Linked DNA regions of Mus musculus: all the other regions are linked to region 1. Evidence: chromatin contacts called from public HiChIP or PLAC-seq and promoter capture Hi-C data. All regions are on one chromosome and are shown on one strand. Each heading gives the region's core, a stretch centred on a gene start, on an enhancer-like site or on the middle of the called end of the contact. The rest is flanking DNA. Distances are from core to core; before and after follow the strand shown.

What was found. HiChIP or PLAC-seq counts read pairs in DNA pulled down with a chosen protein or histone mark. Capture Hi-C pulls out chosen DNA fragments and counts their contacts.
Region 2: an H3K4me3 HiChIP or PLAC-seq map of embryonic stem cells shows a contact between it and region 1, with 2.3 times the contacts expected there. The contact joins the enhancer-like site here to the promoter of Gata4 in region 1. A contact is called at or near these places in 2 of 484 Hi-C or Micro-C datasets (the C10 cell line and liver) and 3 of 115 datasets of contacts at active chromatin or transcription factors (differentiating embryonic stem cells, embryonic stem cells and neural tube).
Region 3: a contact with region 1 is called in an H3K4me3 HiChIP or PLAC-seq map of embryonic stem cells, with 11 read pairs. The contact joins the promoter of Fam167a here to the promoter of Gata4 in region 1. A contact is called at or near these places in 1 of 39 promoter capture datasets (HPC-7-derived erythroid cells), 2 of 115 datasets of contacts at active chromatin or transcription factors (embryonic stem cells and extraembryonic endoderm stem cells) and 1 of 9 other capture datasets (adipose tissue).
Region 4: a promoter capture Hi-C map of liver shows a contact between it and region 1. The contact joins the promoter of 2700070H01Rik here to the promoter of Gata4 in region 1. A contact is called at or near these places in 7 of 39 promoter capture datasets (the 3T3-L1 cell line, embryonic stem cells, epiblast stem cells and 3 more), 1 of 15 datasets of contacts at CTCF or cohesin (embryonic stem cells), 23 of 484 Hi-C or Micro-C datasets (the C2C12 cell line, the HL-1 cell line, the N1E-115 cell line and 15 more), 17 of 115 datasets of contacts at active chromatin or transcription factors (cardiomyocytes, embryonic forebrain, embryonic stem cells and 8 more) and 3 of 9 other capture datasets (adipose tissue, embryonic stem cells and liver).
Region 5: an H3K27ac HiChIP or PLAC-seq map of microglia shows a contact between it and region 1, with 4 times the contacts expected there. The contact joins the enhancer-like site here to the promoter of Gata4 in region 1. A contact is called at or near these places in 12 of 484 Hi-C or Micro-C datasets (the HL-1 cell line, bone marrow-derived macrophages, cerebral cortex and 7 more), 13 of 115 datasets of contacts at active chromatin or transcription factors (embryonic stem cells, extraembryonic endoderm stem cells, fetal liver and 4 more) and 2 of 9 other capture datasets (adipose tissue and embryonic stem cells).

What each region holds. Positions count from the first base shown.
Region 1 is chr14:63,243,961-63,246,658 of GRCm38.p6, reverse strand. It overlaps Gata4 (GATA binding protein 4), which reads left to right and starts at 1,388. Exons shown (of 7, transcript NM_008092.4): 1 at 1,388-1,508.
Region 2 is chr14:63,459,494-63,462,191 of GRCm38.p6, reverse strand. All of the region lies in intron 3 of Fam167a (family with sequence similarity 167, member A), which reads right to left. Among named protein-coding and RNA genes, the nearest start is that of Fam167a, 24 kb to the right of the region's middle. Within about 2 kb of position 1,326, at least 49 of the 459 cell types and tissues checked have an H3K27ac peak or open chromatin away from gene starts, as enhancers often do. A contact at or near this core is called in differentiating embryonic stem cells and embryonic stem cells, where this site is marked.
Region 3 is chr14:63,435,008-63,437,705 of GRCm38.p6, reverse strand. It overlaps Fam167a (family with sequence similarity 167, member A), which reads right to left and starts at 1,312. Exons shown (of 4, transcript NM_177628.4): 1 at 1,074-1,312.
Region 4 is chr14:63,053,734-63,056,431 of GRCm38.p6, reverse strand. 2700070H01Rik (RIKEN cDNA 2700070H01 gene) reads right to left here and starts at 1,359. Exons shown (of 3, transcript NR_046019.1): 1 at 1,326-1,359; 2 at 480-665.
Region 5 is chr14:63,079,079-63,081,776 of GRCm38.p6, reverse strand. No RefSeq gene overlaps it. Among named protein-coding and RNA genes, the nearest start is that of Gm35908, 9.6 kb to the right of the region's middle. Within about 2 kb of position 1,361, at least 25 of the 459 cell types and tissues checked have an H3K27ac peak or open chromatin away from gene starts, as enhancers often do. A contact at or near this core is called in adipose tissue, bone marrow-derived macrophages and microglia, where this site is marked.

The DNA of each region.
Region 1 (2,698 bases), core at 139-2,638:
CAGCACCCCTGACGGGCCTCAGTTTTCTCTCCTCTAGAGCCGCTCTGGACCTCGGGCCCCTTCGGTTTGGAAAAGAGAATTCCCCCGGCGCAGCCGTGCTCAGTCCTTCCTCTGGGATTTTCCTGAGATCCCCACGGGTTGGCCAAAGTCCCACGGGTTTTCCCTTTCAATTGGCTCGGCGTCCCAGCCTGTTCCTAGCGCCTGGGTTGCTTTTGCACTGGCGGGGCAATAGCAATAGCAATCTGCAGTCAGTCCTCGAACTGCGGGAGCCGGTGCCATCCCGAGCCTTCTCGGGCTGCACAGGGTTCTTACCAGGTGGTATTCCAGCCCTCTCCTGACCCCTCTAATCTTGTATTGGAAACCGGTGCCGGGGAGAGAAATGAGGGCTTAAAAGAAGAAAAAAAAAAGTTTAGCCCAAAGCGCGAGAGCCACCAGAGAGCTGTTATCTGCAGCTGAAGGCTGTGGTAATCGATGGGTTATTTTTACGCGGTAATAGGGCCCTGTGATTGCTCTATTAACCTTTAGACCTGTCTGAGGGACTCTCCCCTCACAGCTCCACTGCGCCAGGGCCTACAGGCACTGACGCCGACTCCAAACTAAGGTCTGGCACCCTCCCTACCCCCACCCTAGGGAAGGAACTACAGTCCTTGAATGGGCTCTAAGGTTAGAGACCAGGCTCCCCACCCCCACTTCATCCTTTTGATTGGACCCCAGTCGGTGAGGGCTACAGGGAGTGATGAGAAGGGACGGGAGACCGCAGGAGTGGGAAGAAGTGTCGGCGGCGAGGGGTGCGCGTTTTGTATAAATACATAAACTCCTGGGCTGGTGGAGGTTCTCGGCGCCTTGCAGTCTCCACCGGCTCGTGGGAAGGAGAAAAGAGCGCTTGCGTCTCTAGGCACTGACCTTAAGGGCCAGTTCAGGTTTTAGTGCCTCCTGACCCTCTCCCGAGCTCACTTCAAGGGCCCCGTAGATCTGAGGCTAGCAAGGCATCCCGGGTGACCCAGTGCCCCACCGGCGACCATGAGCCCAGTGTGCGAGGTCACCTTCTCCTCTACCAGCCCCGCCCCTTGAACAGGGCGCTGGACGTGGACCACTGAGAGTAGGGAGGAAAGAGAAGGAGAATAAACACGATCCTTGGCAGAGCAGCAAACCGCAAGGACGTCGGGCTGCACTGAGGGCAGAACGGAGCGCCCGGCACTGAGTGCTTTCCTTCCCCGAGAGTTCCGCGCGCATGGACTTTGCCTGTTGGGGGAGCTTTGGGAAGAGTCCTGCGGGCGGGCGCCGGGCGGAGGTGCTGCCGGGTCCGGGCTCCCCCGCCCCCGCCCTTGCACGTGACTCCCTTAGGCCAGTCAGCGCAGGCGATCGCTACGCGGGGGCCCGGGGAACCGCGCCGGGAGCAGGGGACAAGCCGGAGGCCCGCAGAGTGGCCGCCCGAGGCTCAGCCGCAGTTGCAGCTCCGCGGACTCACGGAGATCGCGCCGGTTTTCTGGGAAACTGGAGCTGGCCAGGTAGGGTTCCCCGAGTCCCTGCTCTTTTCCGGGGCAGGAGAAACTCACAAGTCCGCCGCCCTAGTTTGCCTGGAATAGGGAGGTAGGTAGCTGGGAAAGGAGACGCCGGTCACTCCAGTGCCCCCAGATTGGCTAAAAACTGCTCCGCTTTTGACTTTGGCCTAGCGAGGACTATTAAATCAAGTGAGACTGATTAGCAGCAAAAACTGATGGGTGCTGGAGAGGTGCGTTTGGATTGTTTGGGAGGGAACATGAATCCTTTTAATCCGTCCTGTTTGCAGATTCTCCAACTCTGCCTTCCATCCCACTGGCCAGGGCCCGTGTAATCTCTCTGACCGACTGACCCTGGACAGGCCGCATAGCCCACACTTTGGGGTGCAGATAGGATAGTGTCTCCAGCCTGCCACGCAGGGAGTGCAGAGTGGCAGTGGCAGGCAGCCCTGGGACCTGGGGGAGGGCTGGAGGCCCTTGGAGATAGGCTCGGAAACTTGCGGATCTCTTCTGCTTTCTGTCCAACCTCCTCAAACTCCTCTAGGGCTCAGGAATTGTGTGTGTTATGCACTGCTGAATACTACCCACATACACCGCTTTCGGGGAGAAAGCGACCCAGGGCCAAAACCCCGGCGGAAATCAGGGATAGTCTTGGGTAGTCGGCTCAAGCTCCCCTGATTCACGTATTCTATCGCTTGGATGTGACCCGGGAGAGTTGGCAGTTGTTACTCTTGGGGAAGAGATGTCTGGGTGATGAACTTTCACCAGGTGGAAGGAAAGAGGGGCTTTTCGGTTGAAAGGAAGAGGATAGTGAGGGACCCGAGGCAGTAAAGGATCCGGGGAAATAAGGCCGCGCTGCTGGGAAGCACCTCGGGAATTTATTTCCTGTACCTTTGGAAAAGGAAGGCAGCCAGGAAGGACGCTTCGGACATTAGAAGAAAGAAAGGTTACCTGGGGAGATTACGGAGGGTTAGTGTATAAGTTGGTTAGTGACCATTCTCAGTGTGGCGGGGACCGGAGAGACCCGCGGGAGCCTAAAGGAAAGACCTGTAAAAAGACACATTCCAGCGCGGTGTATTTTCTGACTCTCAAAAACAGGTTCCAGAAAAGCTGTGGACTAAATCCTGAAAAGAGAAATAATTTTCTTTCTGTTGGGGAACTTGGGATGAACGTTGTAGGGTGATTTGAAAGAGAGAGAA
Region 2 (2,698 bases), core at 77-2,576, 220 kb before region 1:
TGTTGTTGCCTGATGAAGTTTTGTGCCAGGCTAGCGACTATGTCTAAGTCTTTCTCTGTGCCAGTCCTGGCTTAAAGTTCCTTTCCATCCATTCCCATCCTTTGGTGTTCAAGGGGCTCAAGGGGTTCAGAAGGAGGGAGACACCAGATTTGGTAACATAGCTTCTGGGTGGGAAGGGGCATGTGATGGGGTGGACAAAGGTATTTTCCACTGTGACAGTCCCAATTAGATCATGTATGTGGGCTGCCATAACATGCTCTATAATTTGAACGGTCATACGTTTTACATTATATTTTGGTCATATCCATTTACCTTCCTCCAGCTTGCCAGAGTATATGCCCACTCTTATAAATCCATGTCCTTAAAAAACAAAAAACAAAACCAGAAACCCTGACTCCAGTTAATGCTGCCCATCTATCTACACATGAGTTTTGGGCCATCTACTGGGGTGTGGGATCGGACCAGTGGGCACATTCTTAAAGAGGTGTGGCTATCCCTCCTTCTGCAGCCTGCTATTTTTTTTTCTTTCATCAGATGTCTTACAATTACTCACTGATACATTTTTTATTTTAAATAAAGGTTCCTAAGAGCCAATCATAAAAATGAGCTGATATTTATAAGCTGTTTTACTATGAACCAGGCAGAGCTAACACACTAGAGCTAATCCTCATGATAGCCTATGGAGTAAAATTCTTACTATGTCACAAGTCACAGATGGGGAAGTTAACGTCAACTGTCAAAAGGCCCTTGGTGGTAAAGCTGAGATGGGAGCACAGACTGTGGGTTGCCAGGAGACTGACAACTCAGTTCTGCCTCTTAGGTAGAGGGAGTCTGGGAGATCGAGCTGGTCAATGCTCAAGGACCCTGTAGAGGGTTTCTGATATTTTCAGCACCTCTATTTCCCATTAAGAACGGGATGCACTGAGAACAGCTCTCAGCAGTACTTTTCAAAACCCATCTATATACCAAACCCTGTGGTACCTCAGCCTCCCCAAGGTACCTGCCGTGAAGGTCTGTATTTTGCAAGTCAGGATACTGCAGCTCAGAAGGCTTCAAGGTGTCCCTCAGCCTGTCACAGGACTGTGACTCAGCAGAGAAGGAATGTAACTATGGTCTCCCTAGGCTTCGTGGGCAGCCAGGTTCCCATTTACAAAGCTTTGTCACTAAGACAGGCCACCAGCTGTTTCCACTTGACCTGAAACCCAGTCCCATCCTGACATTTCCTCTGCCCACGCTGGCAAGCTGCTGTTGTTTCAGTACTTTTGTGTCCTCAGACTTGGCTCTGTGGCCTACCAGGTGCCTGGAGCCAAAAGAGCCCTAAGATCCAGGATGGACTCCCAGTGGTTATGCAAATGAATGCAAATGTTCTCATTCACCGTTGGGTCTGGAATACAGAGCAATTGCCTTGGAGAAAATTAGTGAGCATTCAGTGTTCTCTCTGTGGTTCTCTGTCTCTCTCTCTCTCTCTCTCTCTCTCTCTCTCTCTCTCTCTCTCTCTCTGTCACACACACACACACACACACACACACACACACACACACACACACACACAAATATTTTTTTTTCTAAAATGTGAAGGGCTAAGACTCCCAAATTTAAAACCAAAATGACAAATCTACACTTATCATCTTGGTGCAACCGTAGCCACCACCCAACTCCAGAAATTTTCCATCTTTCTCAACTAAAATATGTACTCATTTAAAAAAAAGAAAAAGAAAAAAGAAATAAGGACAATTCCCCATCCGCTTCCTCCGGCCCCTGACAAGCCCATCTCAGTTGCCTGTCTCTTCCTCTACACCCCCACCCCCACCCCCGCAGGATCTATTTTGTGTTTGTGCTCTTACTTCATTTTCCATCATGCTCTCCCGGTCCACATGGCTGAGAGTCATTTTATACTAAATTTCCTTAACCATGCCTAAAGGACACAGGTCACCGTAGATAGTTAGGATGGCAAGATGTCCCCCAACCCCTGGCTCCGGGCACTTGAGGTACTTGACCTGTACTGTTTCCTCATCAGTTCCTCAACCCCGGGCCAGAGGCATCACATTTATTGTCTTACAGATGAGAAACCTGACTCAGGCCCAGCCCTCCTGGGAATGGTGATATTCTGACACCACCCGAGTCCTGTACTGGTTCTCCTAGGGCCTGGAGGCAGCAGACTTCTTGGGGAGATCCTGTTGTGAGCGGGGCTCCTCTCCTGCTATCTAAACCAGTCACTTATGCTCCCTGAGCTTCTGCCTCCACTTCTCCAAGAAGGGGCTGATGACGTTTCCAGATCAGACAAGAAGCTGTATGTACCGGGAAGCTGTACTGGCTGACTGCAGGGCAGTAGCTACCTGTGGCCAAGTGCTTCCCTCTAAGCCAGGCCAAGACCCACAGGAACACCTAGGTTGGATCACCGGTCCTAGACTCCAGCCTAAGGAACTCAGCTCAGCATGGGTTGACTCCTGTCCTCTAAAGCACAGGGTAGAATGCACTTATTTTCCATCCCTCCCCCAGGGTGGCTTGTCCTGCTTCTGCGGAGACAGGCACAGGCTGGATTCAGAGGTGTGGTCTGTTCATCCAGTAATCCCATAATCGGGCCACAGTGCGGGCTCAAAGGGTGGCGATGCCACAGATCGGGGCCAGGATTAGGGTTTAGGAGAATGGTAGGGAGAGGGTCTCCAGGGACCTGAGGCTTTCCGAGAGAGCCAGTGCT
Region 3 (2,698 bases), core at 63-2,562, 190 kb before region 1:
GAGACAGACAGACAGAGAGACAGAGAGACAGAGAGGAAGGAGGAGGAGGAGAGGGGAGAGAGGAAAGAGGAAAGAGGAAAGGGAAGAGGAGAGAAGAGAAGGGGAGGGAGGAGAATGGAGAGAACTCTGGTGTGTGGAGGGGAAGCTACTTTGGAGCCACATCTACTAGGCACTCTGTACAGGACATGGTCTCATCCCAGATTCTCCATGGATGATGGTTTGGTGGTGGGAGGGAGAGACAGAACTTGCTGGTGAGTGAATGAAACTGAGGACACCAACCTGGAGCCAACTCATCTTCCAGATGTCCCCAAGAGGGCTTACCCACAACAGAACCCATACATACAGAAACCACGTCTGAGAGAAAGCCCCCACCCCCACCCCGCCACACACACACTTGTCTTTCTGGCCATTCAGGAGCCCAGCTCTAAGGCTGACCTGCTCATTCACTGCACATCGTTTGGGTGTACAGTCCCTCTGGTATCCCTGACATCACTCTTGGGGTGCCATATGGCTAAGAGCCCTGAGTTAAGGGTGGCGCACGCCTTTAATCCCAGCACTTGGGAGGCAGAGGCAGGCAGATTTCTGAGTTCGAGGCCAGCCTGGTCTACAAAGTGAGTTCCAGGACAGCCAGGGTTATATAGAGAAACCCTGTCTCACCCCCCCCCCAAAAGAACTCTCATCTCTCTTAGATGTATAAGTGTGGGGGTTATCAGCCTAGATGAGTTGATCTAGACCAGTCCCAAGAGCTCTCTCTCTCTCTCTCTCTCTCTCTCTCTCTCTCTCTCTCTCTCTCATTACAGACCCCCCAGGTTCCCACTTGGAATCATACATATCCCTGAGCTGGGACCAGAGGCATGGAGTCCACACCTGCCCCCCCGCCCCCCTCCCCCCCCCCCCCCCCCCCGCCTTCCAGAGAGGCCTGAAACCCCAGGAGCAAATACGAGGGAACCACGCTGTCCTATGGCGGTGTCCCCCCGCCCCTCCAGGGCTGTGGGATCCAGGGACCCCAATGCCCACCCTGAAGACCTGGGCACCCCGAGCACCTCAGCCAAGCCTCACCGCCGCGAACCCACCTTCTTGAGCTCCAGTCGCGCGTCCTCGGAGCTGTCGCGGTCCCCGCCGCCAGCCCGCGCCCGCCCTCCCTCGGAGCTCGGCTCCCGCCTCCCGAGCTCCCGGGCTCCGTAGCGGTGCGAATTCTCCGCACCGTTCTTTTTTGAAGGGACGTTCTTTTGCGTTGCGTCAGGGCGGTTGCCTGGCGACCGTAGAGCTAGTCCGCCGCCAGCCTCTCGGCGCCGCCGCCCGCCTCCCATTCAAGCCGCGGCAGGTCGGCCTCCCGGCACCGCTGGTCCGAGTGCACCCGGGTCCTAAAGACCCCCGATTCTCCCTCCCCGTGCAAGGCCAAGCCCAGTCAGGAACTCTCAGCAAGCTCCAGGCGAAATCAAACCCAAACTTTTTTTTCCCATTAAGATCAAAGCAAAGAGAGTTATGTCCCGTCCCGTCCCGTCTTACTGCCCCCTCCCTCCAAGCATGGCAACGTGGCTTTGCCACTGTCAGCAGTTCGCTGAGGGAATGGGCAGGGAAAGCGGGCTGCACTCCACCCAGGAAAGTCTTGGGTTCCTGATCCCAGCAGCAGCCACCAAGTCAGACCAACTGGCACTGACCTGCGCGCTCGCGCGCTCGCGTGCCACACCATTGCAGGGCTCCAGCTGGGTAGGCATTTGTGGGCAGCTCTGGCTTAGTTTTCAAGTGGGGAAAACTGGGATGTTAAGAGGAAAGAGCTGTGGGTAGTGCTGGTGGGCCTGATGTGAGAGCCTCCTTAACCACCTGCACCTCATTCTTGGGAACTGCAGCAGCTGCATCTGTCCTAATACTCTTAGGGTCAGGTTCTACTGCCCTAAGTTCCAACCCTGCTCCGTGAGCACCTAGAGCTGTTGGCATCTGGAGCTGCTAGCACTTAGGGTCACAGAGAACAGAAGCTGGACTGACATGCTTGTAGACTCTTAGGACCATCCTGACTGCAGGATGAGGCAAGGGGCCCACACAAGAGACCAGCTTGGGGTGATGCCAGAAGGTGGTCTCTTTGTCCTCGACCAGCTCCCTAAAACCCTAAGGGTAGAAGGGTCTTTCCAAGAGAATGAGTCACCTTCATCTCCTCTGTCTCTTGAGTCAGTTGCTGTGGTTTTAAGGATGCTCCTTGACCCTTCTTGCTGGCTAGAGGAGCACCTGAGGTGTGACCTCAACACCCAACCTACCCCTCCCCATGAACCACTGTGTCTGGACTCTGGGTAGACTGGGGTAGGAGTGAGGTTAGCAGGATGAAGATATCAAGTAGCTGGCTTGGTTGGTCGTTGCCATGCCTGCAGCCCGCCCAAGTGCTCCTTGTAGGTCAGTGAATGTGGCAGAGAGATGTCAGGGAACTTGCTTGAGCTCAGTGTTGGCTGAGAACCTTGTGGAAGGAAGTGGTTCAACGGTAGTCTGCAGCATGTTCCAGGGTGTGTGTGTTAGTGTGTGTGTGTTAGCGTGTGTTAGTGTATTAGTGTGTGTGTAACTGTATGTATGTTACTGTGTGTGTTACTGTGTGTGTTAGTGTGTGTATTAGTGTGTGTGTTAGTGTCTGTGTTAGTGTATGTGTTACTGTGTGCTGTGTGTGTTAATATGTCTATGTTAGCGTGTGTGTGTGTTAGTGTGTGTGTGTGTG
Region 4 (2,698 bases), core at 110-2,609, 190 kb after region 1:
AGTCCTTTCTCTCCTCCTTCTCTCTTCTTTTTCCACTTTCTCCTCCACCCCGCCCCCCCTCTTTTTAGTCTCAGCTATCCCAGGCTAGCCTGAACTTACTTGATTCCCCTGCCTCCATCTCCTGAGTGCTGGGATTACAGCACTGAGCAGCACCGTTTATGCAGTGCTGAGAATGGAACCCAGGGTTTCCTGTGTGCTAGGCAAGCACTCTACCGATTTAGCCACACCCCTGCTCTCTTCTAATAATAAGGTGCTTGCAATGCATACATAATCACTGTGTATACTAGCCTGGGCAAGGACAGAAAGACCAAAATGGGTCCTGCGATCCAGCATACAGGGATGCCAGCCACCTTTGGGAAGGTCACTGGGCCCCTATTCACACACTCAACAGGAGGTGCAGTCAGACTGACTGGGATAGAGAAGTCAGATGGAGCCGCACACTTTCCGAGGCCACCACCCTGTGGATCTTGATAACTGACCAGGATGACTGATGGCTTCCTCCATGCTGGGCATGATGCACTGATTCAGTTGCCACTTGACTCTTGCAGCCTAGCTTGAAGACAGGACCAGTCATAACCGCCTCTCGTAGGTTACTTGCTGAGGTCTAGAAGTGTTCTAAGACTTTGCTGAAGGTCACATGTTGTGGAAGTCTCGAGAGTCTGCCCCTGGGTAGACAACATCATGAGCACCATCATTAAATGCTGAACCAGATTGGAAAAAGATACTGATATCAAAGCCACCATGTCAGTCACATCATCTGGTGGGACATGGCTGCCACCCCATCACCTATAGGAGGCCTCTACCACACCACTGCAGTGCCAGGGCAGAACAGGGGGTGATGGGGCCCTGGCACAGTTAGAATCCTAGACTTCCATTTCTGGACTGGGTGAAATGACTCTCTTGCACAGAGTAAAGGCACTGTGGACTCTCCAGAATCATCCGTGCAATCAACCAACCAATCAATCAATCAATACAAACCAAAACCATGATAACCACAAAAAGTCAGGTGGTGTATATGTGTGCAACCCTAGCCCCTGGAAGGCAGAGGCAGTGGATCCCTGGGCTTGGTGGCCAGCCAGTGTAGCCTTCTTGCTGAGTTCCAGGCCACTGAGTAGTGTCTAAAACCAAGAATGAATACCTGAGGCTGTTCACAAGCACACACGCATGCAAGCATGCATGCATGCACACATGCATACACAGAGCCTCCTCAGTCCTTCGTTGGCTATTTGTGTGGTGGCTGTCCTTTGTAGTTATGTGTACCCAAGGATAGCACAGAGGGAGACGTCGGGGGGGGGGGGGGGGCTACATGCAGGAGTAGGGCTCACCCAGTATCCAGGACCCAAGAACAAAGCCGAAGCCTCCCTGATTTAAAGGCGGCAGCTGATGCTCCGCAGAACCAGGTCTGTGCCAAAGTAGGCAGAGCCCAGGGCCAGCCTCCTCCCCTCCCGTTGATCCCTCTGCTGGCCTGGAGGGAGGCTGGTGGCTGATAGGAGCTGGTTCCTCAGATGAGGTCATTTGTTTTGGTGCCAGGGGAAGGGAGGTGGTGGAGGCAGGGGCCCTGCTGTCTGCTCTCCGCTTGCTGGCGCCACAGGGTGGACAGCCTGGGTCTTGTCTGGACAGTGCCTCATTCTGAGAATGATGAGAAGAGACTCAGAGGGCAGGGAGTGGCCAGGCAGCCCATGCTTGAGGTCTGGAAGAGAAAATGGGAGCTCAACTGAAAGGCTGGGCTAGCCTCTTTCCTGGTTCTCTCAGGGGTCTGGTGAGCTCTGACTGGACCCTGAACTAGCCTACCACACGCAGAAGGAACAATTATGCTCCCCCGGACATCTGTGCTGCTATTCTGAAACACTTCCAGCATTTGTTGTTATCCTAGGAGGCCTTTCCAGCTCTTTGGGGTTTTCAGAGGCTACCCAGGAAAGCTTGTTAGTTACTTTTTTTTTTTTTTTTTCTGGGATGATGTGACCCACTTCCTAGCTCCACTCACTGATTAAAAGCTCCCAATGTGTCTATGAGGCCCAAGAACTCATTAAGAAATATTGTGGATGACAGGTCTTCTGTGTGCAAGTGGATTGAGGGGCTCTTAAAATGTTTGGGTTCATATACAGGTTCCCAGAGTGTTCTCAACACTTTCTTCATCCTCTTCCTCCTCACTCACCCACCAGAAACAGCCCCTTCCCTGCTTTGGACACAGTGCCATGTTCTTAAAATTCAAGTGAGTGGCAGTCCGTGGGGTTACTGTTGCGCCCAGCTTCTCTTCCCCATTGTTTTGTCTGGGAGGTTGCCTACAATGCTGCGTTGTGAGTAGCAGAAGGTTTTTTTTTAGCTTGGGTGTGTTCCATTTAAAAGCACTCCAATATTGGGCTAGTGAGACAGCTCAGGGTCATCTCTGCGCCACTCCTAGAACCTATGTACAAAGAGAGAAGGGAAGGGAAAAAAAGAAACCAACTCGACAAAGCTGTCTCCTGACCTCCACACATGGGTTGTAGCATGCACATGCACAACACACACACAGACACACGCACATGCATGCACACACCACCCACATTTCACTCGAACATACACACATGCAAATGCACACACACACACACATCATATCTTCATAGAAGTAATCTCAAGGACTTTCTAAAATTAACATTTGAAAGATTTTACTTGAAACTTTTAACCAGCTTCTAAGAATTTATTATTTGTTGTGTTTCTG
Region 5 (2,698 bases), core at 112-2,611, 160 kb after region 1:
GCCTCCCTAATGAATTGGGAAGAACAGACAGTGCCCCCATGATCTTTCAGTGGGTTCTCCCTGGGAATTGAACCCAGGGTCACATACACGCTAAGCAAAGTGCTGTATCTCTGAGCTACATTCTCAGCCCAAGGATGCAAGTTTCCTTCAGTGTGGCCAGCAGGCACGGAACGGCTTGCCTCTAACAGCCCACCTAAGGTTCACTTCAAAACCACCATTTGCTACTTCCAATTGCTGCATCCAAGTTGTGGGTTCAACAAGGTACCCCTCACTGTATCTTCGACAGAAGAGTGGACACAGAGACAGGCAGGGGCGGAGACTGGGTGTCAGCCATGTCCCATACCCCAGGGAGTTCCAAGGGCTGTCAGCAGAAGGAAGGAGAGAAGTGGCCAAGGATTCTTTTGATGAAGTCTTTGAAGGGAGCATGGCACTTTGATGTCAGACGTACTTCAAGATTTCAGAACGGAAAGAAAAATGTTTCTCTGGGTTCCACACATCCAGTCTGTGGAAGTATGCTCTGGCTGCCCTCTACAATAGCTTACTTACTTTCTTTTAAAATTGTGTACACTGTGCAAAATTCTCTGGGACCCTTGGCCTGCTGTCCCTTTCTTCTCCCCCTTTTCTATTTATTTATTTATTTATTTATTTATTTATTTATTTATTTATTTATTGTGACAGGCTCTTACTGTGTGGTCTGGTCTATTCTCAAACCAGTGTTGGACTAGCCTTGGCCTCTAAGTGCTAGGCTTACAGTATGTGCCCACCAATCCCAGCTACATTTCTTTTTATAGTCTGTCCTTAATTCCTTCCTTCCTTTCAATTATATAATTAATAAATTAATTAGCTACAAGATCTTCCTCAAACTCACAATCGTCCTGCCGCAGAGTTCTAAGAGCTAGGATTTCAGGTGTTTACCACCATGTGCAGTGGTTTTTCTCTTTAAAGTATGACATTATAAACACTGTATTCTGTGGTGCACACTAGGCATGTGTTTTAGGAAGTGCATCTTCACTTCCTGGTTTTATTTTTTGAAAAATAAAATGTTTTTCTTTACATATTTGTTTAGTGGAAAGTATTGTAGGAGAATTAAATTTAAAACTTCAGATTTTGAAGTAGAAGTTCACAGAGCCAACCTTTTATAAAAGCAGGTTTCAGGGCGTCCTATGATGAGATTATTTTCGCTCCTCTTTTGTCCCTGGTTTGCATAAGCCCTTATTGGCCATCAGGGAGTAATTTAAGAGGGTCACTTGCTTAATCTGACCAGAACCACCTCACAGGCCGGTCCTCAAGCCAGAGGGACTCCTAGGCAGAAAGGAGGAAGGAAGGTCGCTGAGCCTGAACTCTGGACTCAGGACTGTTCTGCCCAGAGACACACGAGGGCGATTTCCCAGCACAGCGGAGGTCAGCGGATTTCTTCTTTAGTCATCACTAAAGACCTCTCACTTCAGGATTTTTGCTTCCTTTCTTGATCACCCCCAGTTGGCTCAGTGTCTCCTGACTGCAGTCACATGCCTTATCTACATTGGTGTTTGAGGTTTCAGTGGCCCAGCTTTGTGACTTCAGATGGTCCCTGGAAAGGGGACCCGGCTTCCCGCTGCTTTCTACCTACAGTTCTGCGATAACAGCGGCAGAACAACCCTGGTAGACCCCCATGGTTAACCTTCTACAGAGGAAGTCCTGCTGCCAGAGTCCCAGGACCTAGGCCCTCAGATGCTAACTCCAGCACGTTTACACGGTCTTTCAGAGTCTACAAGTTGCTGACCGCAGATTCCCACTAGGCTCCCGCAGCAGCTCTGAAGGCAGATAAAAAAGACCCATTCTACAGTTAGCGTGACTGACAGTGTGCAGTGTGTGCTTAGCAGGACCAGTGCATGTCCCTTCCCTAAGCCTGGCGCCGCGTCAGGTTCATGTTTGCTCCATCCTTTAAGTATGTGCAAGGCATGTTCATGCCTCCTCCACCACACACACTAAGCATGAGCTTTACCACTGAACTACATACACCCACAGCTCTTTTATTTTGTAAAGGTAATGGAGGTTCAAAGGTAAAATGATATAGTAGTAGTGGAAGAGCGGGAACCAAAACAGTTCTGCTCCTGTCTGCTCTGCGCACCTGCATACGTGGGGGGCGGGGGGGGGGGGAGGGGGCCTTAAGGTTGACGCTGAATTTTTCCCTCCCTCTTGATGGCCCTGGAGACCACCCTTTTGATTACTCTAACTAGTTCATTGTAGTTCATTTGCTCCAAGGATTCCCTGTCTTTGCTAACAGGGCACTGAGATTGCAAACGCCCGGCTGGGTTTTTGTTTTGTTTTGATTTTTGGCTTTTGAGACAGGGTCTCTCTACATAGCCCTGGCTAACCTGAAAATCACTATGTAGATCAAGCTGACCTCAGACTCACAGAGATCCACCTGCCTCTGCTTCCCGAATGCTGGAATTAAAGGTGTGTGCCACCAAGCAGGGAGCCCCCACAGCTTTTACTTGGGAAATCGGAACTCTAGTTCTCAGGCTACTCGGCAGGCGCTTCTACTGAATTGTTTTGCTGAGCAACAACTCACTTACGACTGCATTGGATACTTTTCTCATGGCAATGACAAAATAACCCACAGAAGCAACTCAAGGCTCATGGCTTTGGGGACTGAGGTCCATGGGGGATGGTTTAAGAGGGCGGAGCCTGCGGCTGAGCTACTCAAGTCGAGCTG